Regions from separate parts of the Mus musculus genome. Here region 1 is linked to region 2. A link is a contact called in public HiChIP or PLAC-seq data. All regions are on one chromosome and are shown on one strand. Each heading gives the region's core, a stretch centred on a gene start, on an enhancer-like site or on the middle of the called end of the contact. The rest is flanking DNA. Distances are from core to core; before and after follow the strand shown.

The links. HiChIP or PLAC-seq counts read pairs in DNA pulled down with a chosen protein or histone mark.
Region 1: a contact with region 2 is called in an HNF4G HiChIP or PLAC-seq map of pancreatic cancer cells. The contact joins the enhancer-like site here to the promoter of Guca1b in region 2. A contact is called at or near these places in 10 of 39 promoter capture datasets (the 3T3-L1 cell line, cranial neural crest, embryonic stem cells and 7 more), 1 of 484 Hi-C or Micro-C datasets (stem cell-derived neural stem cells), 2 of 115 datasets of contacts at active chromatin or transcription factors (microglia and pancreatic cancer cells) and 3 of 9 other capture datasets (adipose tissue, liver and pancreatic islet).

The regions. Positions count from the first base shown.
Region 1 is chr17:47,650,988-47,657,639 of GRCm38.p6, forward strand. All of the region lies in intron 3 of Gm20517 (predicted gene 20517), which reads left to right. All of the region lies in intron 2 of Usp49 (ubiquitin specific peptidase 49), which reads left to right. Among named protein-coding and RNA genes, the nearest start is that of Usp49, 24 kb to the left of the region's middle. Within about 2 kb of position 2,769, at least 21 of the 459 cell types and tissues checked have an H3K27ac peak or open chromatin away from gene starts, as enhancers often do. A contact at or near this core is called in pancreatic cancer cells, where this site is marked.
Region 2 is chr17:47,383,970-47,390,745 of GRCm38.p6, forward strand. Guca1b (guanylate cyclase activator 1B) reads left to right here and starts at 1,424. Exons shown (of 4, transcript NM_146079.1): 1 at 1,424-1,727; 2 at 5,141-5,290. The coding sequence starts at 1,521.

The DNA of each region.
Region 1 (6,652 bases), core at 1,519-4,018, 270 kb after region 2:
GGAGGCAGGAGCCGTGTTCCTTGTGTGGTGTGTTCCTAGCTTCGGAAAGCACTTCCAGATGGTTTTTATTTTATGAACTTATCTGAGCATCTACTATGCTGCAGCCTTATATGTTATTATGTGGTAGGGGCTGGAAACAAGAAAAAACCTTGCTAGAGCCCATGTCATTTCCAGCCTTTGAGTTTGTTGCCCCAGGCATAGCCCCCTTCCCAGAGGAATCTGAGTTAACTGTGTGTGTGTGTGTGTATGCGCATGCGCATGTGCATGTGTGCGGGCTCGTGCAGTGTCTCATTATGTGTCCTAGACTAGCCTTGAGCTCCTAATCCTCTGTAGTGTATACTACTGTGCCTGGCCATCACTGTGAATTTGTGACTCTCATTTCCCGGTGCTTGGAGGATAGTGTGGCTTGACATTTTGTGATTTTTTAAAAATTCTTTTTAAAGGACAACAAATGACTTTGAAAGTTTAGTATTCTAATGGACATGCCACTCTCTCACCCCTGAGTACAGCAATAGAGATGAGTCTGCCAAGAATTTCTCTATCTGATTGGATCTCATTTGTTTTCAAAATTAGGGCCAGTTTTGCCAAGATGTTTAAAGGAAATAAAATACCAGTTAGTTTTCAACTTATTCTACTGCTTTTTATTATTTGAAGAAAAATGTACTTGCATATATGAGATTTTCTTTGCATGGTGAGTTGCTCCCAAGACCCTGTAATTTCCTTAAGAGACTTTTATATAGAAAGAGATTACTTGGTTCATTAGATTGGGTCACTTACTAATCATTTGAAGGTTAACTAATGCAGCCATCAGACTCCTCCTGCTCATCAGCTACGTGTCTAGCTGGTATTCCCCAGCTCCAGCCATTTCTAAGCACAGACAGTCGAGAATATCATTTGAATACTAATGGGAAAAGAAGCTGACATTCAAAATGGGAATGACTATAGACTTTAGTGGTCATTTTAACCTTAAAATCACTTTAACAGTTGCTTTTTTTTTTTAACCTGACATTTGGCCTCCCTTTCTTTGATTTTTGAGATGCTTTTTAATTAGAGAACTCAAATGGCTACTTGTCCACTCCTAAATGCTCCCCGTCAGCTGACTCACTCTTAGCTGTGCTTATAGTTCTAAGAACTGGAATGCCCAGCTGACTTCTGCTTAAACAGACATAGTCACACCAGGCATGATGGTGCACGCCCTTAATCTCAGCACTTGGGAGGCAGAAGCAGAGGCAGAGGCAGGTGGATTTCTGTGACTTCAGAGCCAGGCTTATATACAAAGTGAGTTCTGGACATCCAGAGCTGTTAAACAGGGAAACTGTCTTAGAAAAGCAGAGGTGGGGGGAGATGGAGAGAGAGAGAGAGAGAGAGAGAGAGAGAGAGAGAGAGAGAGAGAGAGAGAGAGACTTGAGTACTCAAAGCTCAGCACTCAGGAGCAGGGATTTGAGAGAGATCTCTGTCCTGGTTGGGTATTTTGTCAGTTTGACACAAGCTACAGTTTTCTGGGAAAAGATATCTATTCCTCTGATTTACATCTGATTTTGACATAAATAAGGTTTTAAGAGAATGGCAGGGGGCTGGAGAGGTGGCTCAGTAGCAGAGTTCTTGTTTAGTATACAGGGTCAGTGGTTAATCTTCGCACAATAAAGGGATGGAGGGAGACAAAGAAAACATGGAGGGGACAGAGGAGAGGGAGAGTGAAAATGAAAGAGAAAGAACATATGTGAGTGAATTTTATCCCTTGATGCTGACTGGTGTTCAGTCAGGTGAACCAGTGCTGGAAACAGTATACAAGTATTGAATTAAGGGGAGACGGAATTGCTTTATTAGTTTATTTTGTTTTGTTTTTGTTTTTATTTTTTATTTTTTACACTCCATATTTTATCCCCACCCCCCCACCCCACCCCACCCCACCCCGTCCCTCCCAGGTCCCTTCCTTCCTCTGCTCTTGTGATTGCTTTCTTCCAGAATACTCAAGATACCGTCCACAGAACTCAAAAAGGTCCACAAGCTGAGGTGCCCACGTGAGGATGCCTCAGTTTCACTTGGGAGGGAGAAGAAAGCAATCACCAGTGCGGTTTTTGTTTTTTTAGATAGAGTCTCTATTGTGTAGCTCTGGCTGTTCTGGACAGAGATATATAGAAAGGGCTGAGCTCAGACTCACCGGAGATCCACCTGCCTCTGCTAGGGTTAAAGGCTGGGGTTAGCATACTAAGTAGAAGTGGGAATTTTAATAGGTGTGAATTTTTTGCTTGGGTGAAGATGAACATGTCTTTGACATTTGTCTGAATATCTTATAATTACATCATATGCTACATGTTCTAGAGAACAATCCTATAGTTATATCATCTGCTACATGTTCTAGAGAATGGATTTCAGTTGTCACAAGGTTTACTGCTATGCCACTGGTCATCTTATTTTTATTAATTAATTTTGAGATAGAGTTTCTCTGTGTAGCCCTGGCTGTCCTAGAACTCGCTTCTCTTCTGACACTTTCAGAACCAGAAGCTGTATGGGCAGCAAGATGGCTCAGCAAGTATGAGTGCTTGCTGCAAAGCCTAACAACCTGAGTCTGATGACCCAGAACCCACACTGGGGAAGGAGAACTGACTCCTTCAAGCTGTCCTCTGACTTCTACATGTTGTAGCACACACATACACACACACACACACACACACACACACACACTCACTCACTCTAGAGGTGTCAGCCTAAAGCTCTCTGGCATGCCTGGTTCATGACTGAGCCTGGTGCAGTTCCGGGTTTGACTGCCTTGAGAGCACACCAGGGACTTGGCTTGCTGGAACTATAAACCTGCTCTCTGGAAGCCCTCAAGCAGCTGCTCTGTCCCTTCTGAGCAGATCTGTGAGAGCTGCGCTCGCTCCCTCCCTCCCTCCATGTGAGCCGCTGTGCAGTGTGCTCACTTGCTCTTTCCTACACTAGAACCCTACAGGAGCAATTAAAAAGAATTCTCAAAGACAATAATATAGTAGGGCTGGAGAGAGCTCAGTACTTACTGCTCTTGCAGAGAAGCCGGCCTCAATTCCCAGCACCCATTCGGTGGCTTACAACCATCTGTAACTTCAGTTCCACTGGATTCAACAGGTACATAACATGCATGCAGGCAAAACATCCATACATATAAATTAAATTTAAAGAAAATCTTTTTTTTTAAAAATGAAAGCAATATAATAAAAAAATTGAAAACTCTAATGGGTGGGAGGTACTTTTTTTTTAGTGGTGCAGTCAAATAAATTCCCTTCACCCTGCAAACAACCCTAATGAAACTCTGAGTCACCACAAAAGTAAAAGGAAATGGAGCAGGAAATGGGGCTGGTTAGTTGGGTAAATACCTGTGGACACCTATCCTCTTAGTAATAAGACTAAGTTAAAGAATGCAGATGTAGAGAGTCACATCTGATCCTTTGCAAGTAATGACAGTCACTGACCAGCAGTTGCTGTGCAGCCAACAGATCCTCACCAGCTATACATCCCAGCCTAAGACTTACAGCCACTGGCCTCACATTGCCCACTTGGCACAGCTTGCCCCTGCCATCTTGTTCAGAAAGAAAGTAGCCCCCCCACCCCACCCCCAAGCCGGGCGTGGTGGCGCACGCCTTTAATCCCAGCACTCGGGAGGCAGAGGCAGGTGGATTTCGGAGTTCGAGGCCAGCCTGGTCTATAAAGTGAGTTCCAGGACAGCCAGGGCTATACAGAGAAACCCTGACGAGAAAAAAACAAAAAACAAAACAAAACATAAAAAAAGAAAGTAGGCCCCCTACGTGAATCTGCTCCTGTGATTCTGTCCCCAGCAGAGCTATGCTTTTTGAAGTTACATTTCAGTGTGTCTTCAAAGTCTTTCTTGGGCAAACTCTGCTTGATTTTCCCCTGTTCACCCAGCAGCTACTCGGCCATGTGAAGCAGAGACTTTCAGAAAGGGCATGAAAATGGCTGCCAACATGTCTGAGCTCAGTACTGCAGGTCCTCAAAGCCTCCGGTTGTGCAAGCAGACAGTTAAAGCCATACCTCAATGGCATGGTAGGTTGTGTGGAACTAAGTGGTTGGGCTTCATTTGACGAGAACTAGCCACAACCCAGAGTAATCATTTTCCCAGACATACTTTGTCTGTTACCTGTATCATTTGACCAGAAACGAGGGGAGTTTGTGTCTGCCCAAAGGACCTTACAGGAGCCAGGTAGGCTAGGTTTGTTCACAGTGACTTCTGATCTGAAGGGAGGCCTAGTATCAGTTGATAAAACAACTTTTCTGAGCTCTGTTGGTGCCAGGAATTGCTTGAAGCATCTCTTACCTGTTAACTCATTAAATAGTGCAGTGATTCCATGTACACTCACAGAACGGTTCTGCTTCCTGGGGAAACTGAGGTCTGAAGACACCACTTGTCAGTCACACAAAGCTAACAGGAAAGACTGATTCCCGAGCCAGCTAGCTTGGCTTGACCTAATGGCTGTACTGGTGCCTGTTAGTGACTGCTAAAATCTTCTCCATTAATATTTTATTGTTGTACGAACATAAACAAATTTTTTAAAGTAATTTTAGTGAGGAAGTAATTGTATACAAAAGAAAAGCTTGCATGGGAGGCTCTCAGGGCTCTCCAAGCTTGCTGCTGCTGCTGCTGCTGCTGCTGCTGCCGCCGCCACCGCCTTTTTTTTTCTTTTTTTCTTTTCAAGACAGGACTTCACTATAACTCTGAGTGTCCTGGAACTTGCTATATAAAACAGGCTAGCCTCGAAACCTGTCTGCCTCTGCCTCCTGAGTGCTGGAGTGAGAAGTATGAATTACCTCGCCCAGCTTTTTTTTTTTTTCCATTTATTTTGCAATTTGTGGGTGTGTACGTATATGGATTCGTGAGGTCAGAGGGCAACAGCAGGAGTTGAGGATCTCCTCCTGTCACGTGACTCCCAGGGGTTGAACTCAGGTGTTTCAGTTTGTCAGCAAGCCTTTACCCCTGAGCCATCTCATGAGCCTGGCTTTGTTATTCTTTTGAGTCAAGAAGCAACTGTATATTTAGCATAATAAAAATGTGAGCTATGATAATAAATATACCTGTTTATCCACACATAAAACAAGATAATAGTAGTTCTCTATTCCAGCAGCCACATCCATGTCAAAGTGCTAACAAGTCTGTCTGTCCACCAGGACTGTTCTCAGCTGCTTTGACCTGTGGTTTGAGGGGTCTGTCAAGTACATGCACACTCTGTTGTGTGTGCTCGTGCACATGCCCGCACACACAAAAACACACAAAAACACACGCACCCTAAACTGTAATCTACTCTCTTCACCATGAAAACAAATATAATGAGATCTGACGCATGCCCTCTTCTTGTGTGTCTGAAGACAGCTACAGTGTTCTTACATATAATAAATAAATAAATCTTTAAAAAAAATGGTGGAAATAAAAATCTCTTTCTTAAAGAACCGGTATTTCCCAAGAGCAGACCTGATAGGATTCACTCTGGTCAGTTAAATTATTATTCTGAAGACTAGTGGTTAGTTCATTATTCATCTGTATTTGTGTGATCGGACGCCATTGGAGTTAGGATGAATAACTTTGGACCAAATGACCTCTGTCTGAAGTGATAGCATGATCCTATCCATTCAGCTTTTCACTTTTTAGATTAAGTAAACTCAGAGGTCTCAGGCAAGTGTGCATGCATATGTGAGTGCCAGGGGAGTCTCTTCAGCCCCTCTCTGCTGTCTGCCTTGGTTTTGAACAAGCATGGTGCTCACTGAGCAGGCTGTCTGACTGTGAGCCTTAGGGGTCCTCTTGTCTCCTCCTCTGAAGTGCTGGGACTACAAGCGCATCTGGGGATCCAACGCGGGTCTGTGTGCTTGTACAAAAGCACTCTGCTGCCTGAGGCATCTTCCCCAGCCAGGGCACAGGGTTTATTTGTGTAGTTTAAAACATTTTGTTCTCTTCAGAGATCTGCCCTTGAATTTACAAAGATAATCTGCCTCTGCCTGTGCTGGGACTAAAGGCACATGTGTGCCACCATGCCTAGCTTAGAGTCCTCTCTTATAAATATTTCATTGTTTATAATTCATGCATCAGTATTTTGTTGGCTTTTACTTCTTGGCGGTAAAGCAATACATTCTACTACTGTGGACATTGCTGCAAATATATTTCTGAGACTCCTGCTTTAAAATTCTTGAACTCGACTGGGGAGATGGCTCAGTAGTTAAGAAAGAGCCCTTTCTACTCTTCTAGAGGACCAAGTTCAGTCCCTAGCACACATACTTGGCGAGGGGGTGCTCACAATTGCCTGAAACTTCATTTACAAAGAGTCCTTACCCTCTTCTGGCCTCTGGGCACCTACACATACATGGCAGAGACACAGACACATAACATGAAGATAGAAATAAAAATAATAAAAATTTCAAAACAGAAATGTTTAAAAATTGCTTGAGGGCCTGAAAATACACATAGGATACACATGCATAAATGCAGGTTTTCATACATGTAACACACACGTAACACACACACATAATTTTTTTTTTTTTTTTGGTTTTTTGGTTTTTCGAGACAGGGTTTCTCTGTGTAGCCCTGGCTGTCCTGGAACTCACTTTGTAGACCAGGCTGGCCTCGAACTCAGAAATCCGCCTGCCTCTGCCTCCCGAGTGCTGGGATTAAAGGCGT
Region 2 (6,776 bases), core at 174-2,673:
CTTACCTGGAGACTAATGGTGAGATTCAAAGGAATCAGGGTGTCAGGTGACAAAGATCACTGAGCCATGAGGTCAGGCCAATTCCACAATGAGCATCCATCCCAAGGACAGGCTCACAAGTGTGCACTACTTCACACGGCTTAAAAACCAACATAGGTTCTAATGGGCTGGAGGTATTGCTCAGTGGTTAGGAGCTTGTTCTGCTCTTGTAGAGGACCTGAGTTCCGATATGAGCACACATGTTAGGTGGTTCACAACTGCCTGTGACTCCAGCTCCAAGAGATCTACCGCCCTCTTCTGGCCTCAGTGGGCACTGCACTCTCATGAGCACAACCCTCACCATACACACACACATACATTTTTAAAATAATAAAAACACATTTTTAAAAAAAATAAAATAAGCACAAATGTTGGAGAGATGGCTCAATAATTAAAAAAACACTTGTTCTTGCAGAGTACCCAGATTCAGTTTCCAGCACCCACATGGTGACTCACAATGAATTAACTCCAGTCTGGGGGACCTGACAACCTCTTCTGGCCTCTATGAGCACTGCACACATGTGATGCTACACACACACACACACACACACACACACACACACACTTCTTTACATAAAATAAAAATAAGATCTAGCCAAGCATGGTAGGAAACACCTTTAATCCCAGCACCCAGCATTTGAGAGTTAGAGACGACAGGTAGATCTCTGTGAGTTCAAGGCCTTTCTGGTCTACATAGTGAATTCAAGGCTAGCCAGAACTGCAACGTGAGAACCTGTCTCAAAAAATGAAATCTAAAAGATAGCATAAATATCTACTTTGGTTGTTTTTGTTATTGATGCGGTGGGAGTGGGAGTGTCCCCCTGTGTCAACAGGGCAACCCAGAGTGGTTTTGAACTCGAGACCCTTCTGCTTCTCCAGTGCTGGGATTATAGTCATGAGCAATGAATATGTACTTGATTCAGCATGTAATAACTATGTGCTTGGTCAACCTAGTGAATGTGTAACCGCTGCTTAAAGCAAGGTCATGTGGCCTTTAGTATCAGAGCCCTTGCAGACACTGTGGACCACTCTCCTGGGTCCTGCCCGCGGGTTAGTGCTCAGGAGTGGATGGGAGCAATCACGGAGAGAAGGGCTGGAGAGACGCATCTGTCCTTCAAGATTCAGGCATGGTCTGTAAGGGAGCTGCAGACACTGGTGGACCAAGAGCCCTGCCCCCACCCCACCCCATCCCCCAGGCTCTTACCCTCATAGCCTGCCTCTCACTGGACCTGTGGAGGGGCGAGGCAGAGGAAGCTTAGCTTTCTGGAGGTCAGACCTCCCCAGGAATCTCCTAATGGTCTTTACACCGCTAAGCTGCCCGGGGTCTGCCCCTCCCTTCTGGAGGTCCCTTCACAACCAATCAAGTTCAGTTTCCCCGAGACAGTGAAAGGGCTGCTCAGACCAAGGAGAGAGGAGCCTAAGGTCAGCGGAGGACTTGGAGGAGGTAGCGGGCCTGGCTGAGTCTCTTTCTAAAAGCCGGGATGGGGCAGCAGCTGAGCTGGGAAGAGGCGGAGGCGGCCGGGGAGATGGATGTGGCGGAGTTGCAGGAGTGGTACAAGAAGTTTGTCGTGGAGTGTCCCAGTGGGACGCTCTTCATGCACGAGTTCAAGCGCTTCTTCAAGGTCACGGGCAATGAGGAGGCCAGCCAGTATGTAGAGAGCATGTTCCGAGCCTTCGACAAGAATGGGGTAAGGAACCCAGCAGGGGAGGACCTGTGACCCACCCGTTCAGTGAGACTACAGTTCCGCTCAGCTGCCCTCCTCTCCATCCCTCCTGCCCCCACCCTCCCCGCCGCCCTCCATCATTCGTCCCTCCCTTCTTCTTACTGGCTCCTCACATCTTCCTGAGGGCCGAAGGTCACTGGCACACAGTCTGGGTTTTCTCTGGGCTTTTTAGGCCAAGGCTTTGCAGCAAAAGGACATGCTTTTACAAACCCGATAGAACCTCTGCTGCTCTCAGTACAAGGGAGAGAGAGATCCCAAAGCTCTCTTATCTCAGATCAAGAGCACCTTGCCAGGATCCTTCAGATGGCGGCTGCTCCGTTCTTCCCTCTGGGGGATGCTGGCAGGGGCTTCACTTGCCTGGGAGGAGAGTGGATAGTTGCAAAAGCACTTTCAAGTTTTTAAAAAATATATATGGAAGGGATAGCTGACAGTGTGTGTGTGTGTGTGTGTGTGTGTGTGTGTGTGTGTGTGTGTGTGTGTGTGTGTCTGTGAAGTTGTATAGGTACCCATGGAGGCCAGAAGGGGGCATCAGATACATCAGAGCTAGTTACACATATTTTCAAGCTACCCAATGTAGGGTGGGTGGGTTCCAAACACCAGTCCTCAGATAGACCAGTAAGTACTCTTAATTAACTACTGAGCCTTCTCCTCCATGCTTTAAGTCATGGGGAATTGCACAAATCAAATGCCTTCCAGTGGCACCGGCAGCCAAAAGGCACTGAATTACTTAATGCACAGATAATAATTGTGTGTGTGTGTGTGTGTGAGAGAGAGAGAGAGAGAGAGAGAGAGAGAGAGAGAGAGAGAGAGAGCATGCATCCTTCACGAATGGAGGGGTACACTTGTATGCATACGGAGACCAGAGATTGACCTCAGGTGTCAGTCCCTAGGGCGCAGCCAGCCTGTTTCTGTGACACCATCTCATTACCTAGAGCTCCAACCCCCTCCTGTGTCTATTCTCTCAGCACAGAGACAAACAGTAAGTAGGTGCCACTACAGACAGTGTTTGCAATGATTTTAAATCATATATAGGTGTGTGCATGTGCATGCAGTGCCTGAGGGGACCACAAGAGGGCAGTGTGGTTCCCATGAAACTGGGGTTTACAGGTGGTTATGAACTGCCCGCAGAGGTGCTGAGAAGAGAATTAAGCACCTGCCCTAACTGCTAAGCCTCCAGCCCTGCACCCCGCACCCCCACACCCAGCCTTTGATGTAGGAGCTAGGGAAGGAACTCAGGTCTTCACACTGGCATGGCCAGCGTCTAGTGGACGGAGCCACCTCCCCATTCCTAACTCATGGCAATGCCTTTGAGAAGCCCAGGTCCCTGTTCTCAGCGTCTCTCACTGTCTTCCCAAGTAGCTTGCTTCTCTCTTAATCCTAGGGCGTAAAATCTGTATTCAAATCTCTTAGACTTGAGCTTTGCTTCAGAGAAGTATTTTAATTCAGGGGCTGACGGCATGGCTGAGTGGTTAAGAGCACTTGCTGCCAGCACTCACATGATAGCTCATGACCATCTGTAATCCAGTTCCAGGGCATTCAGAGCCCACTTCTGACCTCCACAGGTACCAGGCACTCTTGTGGTACACATGTGTGCCGGCAAAACAGTTGCACACATAAAATAAAAAAATTAAAAAAAAAAAGAATTATATGGGAAAAAGGGCCTCATTTAAGAGTTTGTCTGGGCCAGTGTCCTGCAGTCCTTTTTATGGTATTGTGTTATGTTGAATTTTTCCCCTTCCCTTTCTCCCTCTTGCTCTGGGCCCATTCACGCCAGCCCCATAAGTTCTTTATTTGTTTCTCATTACGGATGGTTGTGATCCACCATGTGGTTGCTGGGATTTGAACTCATGACCTCCGGAAGAGCAGTCAGTGCTCTTAACCACTGAGCCATTTCAGCAGCCCGATTATTAGTATTAGTATTAGAATTAGAATTAGTATTATTTGAGACAGGGTTTTCCTATCTAGTCCTGGCTAACCTGGAACTCACCATGTAGACCAGGCTGACTTTGAACTCAGAGTTCCACCTGCCTCAGCCTCCTGAGTACTGGGATTAAATACAGGGAACACCACACCTGATGCCCCTGAGGCAGTATATAAATTGCTCTCTGAATTGAGGGGATACATGGGTAATTTGAAGAGACCGTGAGGACGGTGACCCTTGGTGGAGAAGAGCTTGTGCCACACCGACTCAGTGTGAATGCCACTTGATGGAGGGATCAGCCATGTCAGTGGGACCCCAGTCATGAGACACAGGGCACAGAGCCAACTCCAAACCTCCCAGATCCACCCCCTCCTCTTCTCCTCAAAGCTGTAGGAGCCTCACGAGGGAGTGGTGTCATCGATTTTTGTCTAAATTAAATTAAATGACGAGAAAACTGGGGTCATCTGGGTGTGACCCACAATGCTGTACAGCCTCTGGACAGCGTAGCTAGTGTGAGCCCAGCGCAGACAGACCCTGCTTCATCCAATCCAAGAAAGGAAGCCGATTCGCCCGAGTCAGATGTTCACGCCTGCATCTTTTTTTTCTTTTCTTTAATGTACATGGGTGTTTTACTTGCCTGTATGTAAGTCTGAAGATGTCAGATCCCTGCAACAGGAGCTACAGACAGTTGTGAGGTGCCCTGTGGGTGCTGGGAATTGAGCCTAGGTTCTCTGCAAGAGCCAGTGCTCTTACCGCTGAGTCATCTCCCCAGCCCATGTTTGTTTTGAGACAGGGTCTTAAGTCTGACCTAAAACTTGAGATTGCCCCTGCCTCCATCTATCTCCACCTCCACTCTTCCTTGCAATACCCTTCCTGACAGTAGCCTAGGAATGGGGGCGGGGAGGTTGTTTTTGTTTTTTGTTTTTGTTTTTGTTTTAAGAAGATGGGGGCTGGAGAGATGGCTCAAGATTCAGTGGACCCAGGTTTGAATACCAGCAACAACAAGGTGGCTCCCATCCATTCCAGTTTCAGGTGATCCAGTGCCCTCTTCTGACCTCTGTGGGCACCAGGCAGGTGCTGCTCCAAGAAGGAGTGATGTCAGAATGTGCCTCGCAAAGCTGGGGTCATTGTGGAAACTTAATTACGTTGAGAGAGGATACTCTAAGAATATATAATTAGGCCAGATAAGATATTATAAGAAACTCTGGACGAATGATGAACAGATCTCCAGTCCTGGTGGCTTGCCATCTCAGCTACTTGGAAGGGTGAGGTAGAGAGTGAGCAGGGCTCCAGGGGTGGGAACAGTGTGTCCAAAGACACAAAGGTCCCCAGGTATTGCAGGGAAAGGGAACACTTGAGTCTGGGGGACACAGTGTCAATAAGGTTCAACCCGCACTCTGGGGAGGTAAGGCTGGGAATAGGGGTGGGGGGCTCACAGCAAACACACTCAATGCAGGACAACACCATTGACTTCCTGGAGTATGTGGCAGCCCTGAACCTCGTGCTGAGGGGCAGCCTGGAACACAAGCTCAAGTGGACCTTCAAGATCTATGACAAGGACCGAAATGGCTGCATCGACCGCCTGGAACTCCTGGACATTGTGGAGGTCAGTGTCTGTCTGTGGGCTGCCACCCCATCCCATCTACCTCTCATTCCTGGGGTTATGCTTGAAGGTGGCCTGCTCAACAGGGAGCCACCTGGCACTGGCTTGGGAATCACTCATGGTGTGTTATCTATGGGTGTCAAGAAGGCCCAGCTAGCAGAGCAGTGGTGGGGCAAGCCTTTAATCCCAGCACTTGGAAGGCAGAGGCAGAGGGATCTCTGTGAGTTCAAGGTCACCCTGATCTACAAAGCAAGTTCCAGGACAGCCAGAGATGTTACACGGAGAAACCAGTCTCAAAAAACCAAAACCAGCTGGGCGTGGTGGCTCACGCCTTTAATCCCAGCACTCGGGAGGCAGAGGCAGGCGGATTTCTGAGTTCGAGGCCAGCCTGGTCTACAGAGTGAGTTCCAGGACAGCCAGGGCTACACAGAAAAACCCTGTCTTGAAAAACAAAAACAAAATAAAACAGAAAACAACAACAACAATAATAATAAGCATTAATTTGAGAGATGAAACTAAGAAAACCAATCGCCTAAGCAGCCACCTATGGGAATGATTAAAAGAGTAGATTAAACCCAAGGAAATAAAAAACAAGAAACCAAGAAGGTAGAAAGGAAAGCTGGCTGTGAGTGGCCTTGAAGATCACCGGTCAAACCCAGGGTGTCCTCTACAAGGAGCTGCAGGCCAGCCTTTACCTCCAGAGTGAGACTCTGACACACGTGGGAAGCAAACAAGTGCTGGAGAGAACAATTGTGGGTCAAAATTCTCACTGCTGTGGCGGCAGTGTTTGAAGGAAGAAGTTTGAGCAGGCAGGCGGGTTTGGCCCAGTTGCGTTTCACTCTTGCCTTCTCTTGCCCATCACCATGGGCAGATGGGATGAGGCAGCCAGGAAGCAGCCAGGCCAAGCCACACCCATCACAGACACCCACCATCTAGAGACCCTATCTTCTAAGCTTCTACGATCTACCTTCCACGGCCTGCTCAGGTTTTATGTCCGTCAGTGGGTTAAGCCTAAGCCGTTCGTTCCACCCGAACCGTTTTGAGCTAGTTTTGAGCTCTAAAACCCACCTCACCGGCACGGACTGGACATCTAAGCAGCACTCAGTCCAACCAAGCTGACACAAAAGACAGAAAAACTCAAAACTGGTTCTTTTCATGGGATAGAGGGGCATGTGTAGTGTGGATCTGTGGGTTTATTTTTTTAAGCAATCTATGTTCTACTGTTTTATGTGTATCGATAGTTTTCCTGAAGGGGCGATGTGGCACCATGAGTGTGTCGTGCCCTCAGGAGCCAGAGGAGGGGTCAGGTCTCCCAGGACTGGAGTGATGGAGCTGTTAGCCACCATATGGGGCCTAACAATCCAGCCCGGGGCCTCTGGGGAAGCAACCAGTGTTCCTAACCATTGAGTCATCTCTCCACTTTGTAACTGATTCATTCATTAGTGAAGGGTCTCTCATCCTAAAGTCCTTTGATTCCACCAAGTGGACT